Regions from separate parts of the Mus musculus genome. Here region 1 is linked to region 2. The links are chromatin contacts, called in public HiChIP or PLAC-seq maps. All regions are on one chromosome and are shown on one strand. Each heading gives the region's core, a stretch centred on a gene start, on an enhancer-like site or on the middle of the called end of the contact. The rest is flanking DNA. Distances are from core to core; before and after follow the strand shown. Region 1 overlaps Agpat4 (1-acylglycerol-3-phosphate O-acyltransferase 4 (lysophosphatidic acid acyltransferase, delta)). Region 2 overlaps Prkn (parkin RBR E3 ubiquitin protein ligase).

The links. HiChIP or PLAC-seq counts read pairs in DNA pulled down with a chosen protein or histone mark.
Region 1: an H3K27ac HiChIP or PLAC-seq map of embryonic stem cells shows a contact between it and region 2, with 42 read pairs. The contact joins two enhancer-like sites. A contact is called at or near these places in 6 of 15 datasets of contacts at CTCF or cohesin (CD8 T cells, the G1E-ER4 cell line, the NIH/3T3 cell line and 3 more), 83 of 484 Hi-C or Micro-C datasets (the AML12 cell line, the C2C12 cell line, CD4 single positive thymocytes and 52 more), 38 of 115 datasets of contacts at active chromatin or transcription factors (CD4 single positive thymocytes, DN3 thymocytes, the HPC-7 cell line and 27 more) and 2 of 9 other capture datasets (embryonic tail and embryonic trunk).

What each region holds. Positions count from the first base shown.
Region 1 is chr17:12,194,021-12,196,728 of GRCm38.p6, reverse strand. All of the region lies in intron 2 of Agpat4 (1-acylglycerol-3-phosphate O-acyltransferase 4 (lysophosphatidic acid acyltransferase, delta)), which reads right to left. Among named protein-coding and RNA genes, the nearest start is that of Gm46605, 69 kb to the left of the region's middle. Within about 2 kb of position 1,393, at least 125 of the 459 cell types and tissues checked have an H3K27ac peak or open chromatin away from gene starts, as enhancers often do. A contact at or near this core is called in the N1E-115 cell line, embryonic stem cells, extraembryonic ectoderm and 2 more, where this site is marked.
Region 2 is chr17:12,046,325-12,049,083 of GRCm38.p6, reverse strand. All of the region lies in intron 10 of Prkn (parkin RBR E3 ubiquitin protein ligase), which reads right to left. Among named protein-coding and RNA genes, the nearest start is that of Gm46604, 16 kb to the right of the region's middle. Within about 2 kb of position 1,318, at least 61 of the 459 cell types and tissues checked have an H3K27ac peak or open chromatin away from gene starts, as enhancers often do. A contact at or near this core is called in the N1E-115 cell line, embryonic stem cells, extraembryonic ectoderm and 2 more, where this site is marked.

The DNA of each region.
Region 1 (2,708 bases), core at 144-2,643, 150 kb before region 2:
GTGTAGGCCATGATTTCATGATGCTCCCAGCACTCAGAAGCTGCCTTTGCTGGAGAATCTCATCTCATCAGGCAACTAAAGGCAGCATCAAAGCCTGGTACCCGAGCCTTCATTCTGTGTCTGACTGCCTTGTCTTAAATTGTTGGGACAGACCTGCCTAACTCTGGAGGTAGGCCTGTCCATCACCGAAGGAGTATCTATCTGTCTATACAATGGTACCTTAGCTATCTCATCCCTTCAAGGATGAAGGCATAGATATGACTGACATGTCACAGTCCACATTTACAATATCCTACGCAGCACCCTCCTCTCAAAATGCCTGAAAGTCTCTAGCCAGTGTCTAATCCTGGAGCCACCTTAGATGCCAGGAACATGGAGTTTTACAGACCACACTCCATGACCCCAGTCAGGAGCAACCATTTCAGGGGAGTGAGAGTATTCCTTCAAGCAATAAGACCTCTCGGGGTGCACTCCTTGCAGAACCAGCTGAGAGGCCTCGCAGCATCTGATCCAGGTTGTCCAGTTGCGCAGGCCTCAGGCTTCTGCCCTGGATCCTCCTAATCAATTCCCAGAGCTCATGCTAGCACCGCAACAGGTCAAAAGGATGAAGACAAGCCTCTCCCACCATTTCAACATGACTTGAGGTTGCTTTCTCCCAGACAAGACTAAACCTGAGATGTCTGGACCCCCAGAGTTGTGCCTCTAGCCCGGGACTTTGGTTACTATACAAGGAAAGAACTCTTCCACTGTCCAGGAAGGAACCTGGGTTCCGTCTCCGCCTTCTTCCTCCTCCTCCCAGGTTAAAAGTCCTTCCCTGTCCAACAGACCTGGATTCTGTGGCCTGAATCGCCCAGCCCAGCCCAGCCCAGCCCCAAGGCAGGAATGCACTGTGCTCTGCAGGCCCCTGTGGGTCACCTGACCGGTGCTGCAGCCTGGTGATCTTTATCAAGAGCCTCTAGGCAGCCCGGAGCCTCGCTGCCCACATGCACAAGCTTCCGAGGGGGTCAAAGCATCGGGATACACATCCATCCGCGTTGGCTGCCTGTAACTGTGTATTCATCCATCCTAACACTGCACAGGCCTTGTTTTGCAGCCCCTACTTTTATCAGAAGGCCACTTTCTCTTCAATTTAGAATAAACCAACAGAGAAAGGTCAGCACTTATGAAATTAGAGGATGAGGAAGGGGCGCCCAGACCAGGAAGATTAGGGAGGCGTTCTGGGTCCCTGAGCAGTCGGCAGCGATTCTCAAAGCTGCCAGCTCCTTTCTCATGTTTCAGTTGGCCCTAATGCTGCCCACATCTGCTCCCAGGAACAGGGGAGTGTCAGCTGTCCCTACACAGAGCAGTTGCACCTGGTGTGAGGCCCTGGCCCTGCTTCCCTGCAGCTAATGTATTCTTCAAATTCCTGGATCTGTCCTCGGGCACCCGATACCAGGAAGGAGTGTGTTTACAGGAAATGACATCATGGGGTTGGGGGGTGGAGAAAGTCTCAAACTATTGCCTTTGAATTGAAGGTTGAAACTTTTAAACTCTGCCCAAGAATTTGGTTTTGTTTCATTTGCTTTTGTGCCATTCAGCCTAAAGGAATTATGGGTAGGGAAAATAAGACACAAGGAAAAAAAGGAAGGAGGGAAGGGAGGCATGTGACATCCTAGAAGAGCTATTTTGTAAATGACGATACCACTCACAGAGAGAAGAGACAATGCTCACAACCCCGATAATGAAGGCACCAGCATACTGAGGCTGAACCCAGGTAGGGCCCCCAGAGCCCAGTGTGAGCCTCCGAGATCCTGGACATGTAAAAGCCATGGCTGTATAGAGGAGGAGACTAGAGGAGGCAGGGTAAGACAGAGGAACAGCCAGGAAGGACCTTGGGCAAACTGAGCTCGGCTTATCTACCACATAAAGATGAAAGTTCGTAACCCAAAGGTTTATTATTGTCAATGTCCTCAAAGCCTTGAGCATCTCCCTGCCACACTGAGGCTCTCTATGGTACTCTTACTGATGATCACAATGAACACAGAGTAAATAAGCCACAGAGAAGAACCTGGGCCCAGTGTCCATTTCTAGGCAGTTACATTTAAGGTAAGCATTCTACAAGACTGATCAAAACTTCAGTGATTGCAGAAAGCTGGAATGTTGCAGGTACAGAGCCCATTTATCTTGGCCTGTCTTTAACTCCTTAGATAACCATTTACTACCCTCCTCAGTGTGTGACTGCCAATTAAAATCCTTTGGGGAATGTACAAACAGACCCCTGGCCTTCAGGACTTAAAGACTAACAATGTCACAGATAGCATCGGAAGCCTATGGTAAGGGTCTCTCCCCTGCACTGTTTCCTGCCCTCCTGATGTTACCATGGTTGCATTTTAAAGTATCTTGTCCTATGCGGTTTTCTTTGTTTATTATTAAAGTTTCACAAGACGGCCGGAGAGATGGCTCAGTGGTTAAGAACACTGGCTGAGGTCCCAGACTCAGTTCCCGGCACCCACATGGCAGCTCACAACCATGTATAGCTCAAGTTCTTGGGGATCAGATACTCTCCTCTAGAATCTGCAGGTACCCGGCATGCACATAACGCACATTCATACATGCAGGCACATCACCACCCCACACACGCGCACACACACACACATTCTATTTTAATTTTTTTTCATGAAATCATTACTGTATTGGAGCATGGCATATGGAGTAACCTAAATCTGTGT
Region 2 (2,759 bases), core at 69-2,568:
CCTCCTTTAGTTGTTAAAGCTCCCAGTCTTTAAGAATGAAGCTCTAAGAAGGAAACAGTATTCATTTCTAAGTTGCAGCCTTTTGCGGCGTTTGTAAGGACCTTGATATTTATGTTTCTGTTTTTGCAGCAGAAAGTGAGCCCTTGCGGACCAAGGTCATGTTTGAGTCATCCTTATAATTCCAGCCCTTGGCTTGGTTCCTGGGTACCGGGAGGGGACTCAGTTTTAGCTGAGTAAGTGACAGTCATTTGGAATAGGACACCCATGAGACACGGGAGCACAAGAGATGCTTCCATGATGGTAGTGGCTGGGACCAAGGTGAGATGGCCAAGGGCTGGTCACTGGTGTCAACCCATTTCTGTTAACATCTGCTAACATCCTGAAGGGAAAAGGGACTTGTGAGATTTGTTAGAATAGAGCAGAGTCAGCATGATTGCTGAATCCTAGGTCCCTGCAAGCTTCCTTTAGCTCCGGCACATCCTATAGATGGGAGGCCGGTGATGAAGCCATGGCTGATGAGGACTGTTTCAAGACCTGGTACCCGACATGCATTTTAACTTTAACATGTCTTCAGTCAGTCTGAGGCAGGTGTGGTCCTAAGGCCCCGTGATTTGAGTAGCCGTTCAGTTCATCACTGCCAACTTGACTGGCTTCAGAATCACCTAGGAGATACACCTGAGTATGTACACAAGGGTGTTTCCACGGAGGTTTAGCTGAGGAAGGCAGGCCCAAGATGAATGTGAATGATATCATCCCATGAGCCCAGGGCCTGGACTGGGCAGAGATGGGGAAAGGACAAAGGAAGCTGACGGCAAACTTCATCCCTTTAGACTGTGAACAAAGTAAATTCACCCTTAGTTGTTTTGAACTGGGGTTCTAGGAGAGAGCATGAACCTGTTTCCCAAAGTGGGTGGCTGTACACATGTGTCTCTGTTATATATTATAGTGTAAAAATTAAGCTACCTATACAGTTTCATAATATATGTGACTGGCTATAGACATATGGACTTAAGGTCTCCCGCAAAGCCACAGTGATAGTAGAGTTTATGCAGGCTGACAGGCTAATCAGAGCCTTTTGGTTATAAAGAGACAGAATATGGAAGACTCAGAGCCGCAGTGATCTTGGGCTGTTGTCGGTCTCGGTATCTGACCCAACTTATGAATATTTAGTTGTGATGGCTAAAAGAAAACTCCTTTTTGTTTTACACACCCATTCTAAATTCCTAAAAGATGAGTTCCTGGCAGCTTTGACTCCCGGCCCCCTCCCCAGGATTGTAAATACCTTCCTGAGAGAATTACCATTACCGGTTGCTCCAGCTTTTGTAAAACCTGCTTGTTGGTATGCAACAGGGAATGGGAGGGACAGCTCCTCACGCTGAGCTGAACAGAGTAACACAGTTTCTCACTCAGCTGGGCATTGGGAGTCTGGGGGAGGAACCGAGGTAACTGTGCTCTTTCCTCTGTGCACAGAGCACCTTCACTATGATTGTGGTCCCGCTGGCAGTAATTAATAAATTCATTTAATTATAACTTGAATTGAGTCTGTGGCCTTTCCTCCGTAGATTTGAACTCTGTAACATTGATAGAATCTTTGGAATGTATTCTTAGCAGACTACTGACTTTCACCAAGCCCAGAGCTAAGCGTATTGTAAGACAGCATTTGAAAATGGTATCGGAGACTTCCCACATTAACATAATTTGCCGATCTGAGGTTTCTACCAACATAGCTGGTCCATGAAACGACTCATCACACATATTTCTTTCTTTTGTTTTTGAGACAGGGTCTCACATAGTCTACATTGGCTTCACTCCGTAGCTAACTCTGGCCTGGTACTCCCGATTCTCCTGTCTACACTTCCCCAGGCCTGGGGTCACTGGGGAGTGCCACTATGACCTACTTTTGACCTACGACTAGAAAGGTACATGCGGACTTTTCTATAGCAGCACAAGTCACAGAGGGCACCCAGGATTGCCATTCCTGGCCTTGACCACTCATATGTGACTCACAATAAATTTTCTGCAATCCCCTTTATAGAGTAGGAGCTGTTATATATTGCTTGTCTTATATTATATGTATTTATTTGCATTGAACAGGTTAAAAAACCAGTCTTGTAAGTGCACAAAGTCAGGCTATAATGAGTTAAAACTCTTAACTTCGTATTTCTGATGTTGCTGCAAGACTGTGATTGATATTTAAAAAATGTTCCAAACTTCTTCACCTCAAAATACACATGAATTATACAAAATTTGAGAAATACAAGCATGAAGAACCAAGACAAGAGCTACCTTCTCACTGGGAATAAGCATTTCTGCTTTGTCATGCCTAAACCATTTGTCTATCTCTCTCCTGGTAGAATCATTAGAAAAGACTCAGGGGCTGGAGAAACGGCTTAGAGCACCAGAGGATCCTGGTTTGAGTCCCTGCACTCACATGATAGTTCATAACCATCTACAATCCAGTTCCAGAGGAGACAGCACTTTTTTCTGGCTTCCTTTGTAACAGGCACGCATATAATGCATATGTCAGGCAAAACATTCGCACACACAAAATTAAGTAAGTAAGTAAATGTAAAAAAAGTATATTTTTAAACTTGCAGCTAGGATGACAGATTAAAAGCTGCATCTGAGTGGATGCATAGACAGACAGGCAGACAGAGGACAATGGTTGCTGTACCACTAGGCCAATCAGCTCCTGCCAACTTCCTGACAGGCCACATTCATTTGCTGTATGCCAGGGAACTTGTAATAGATCCAGAGGT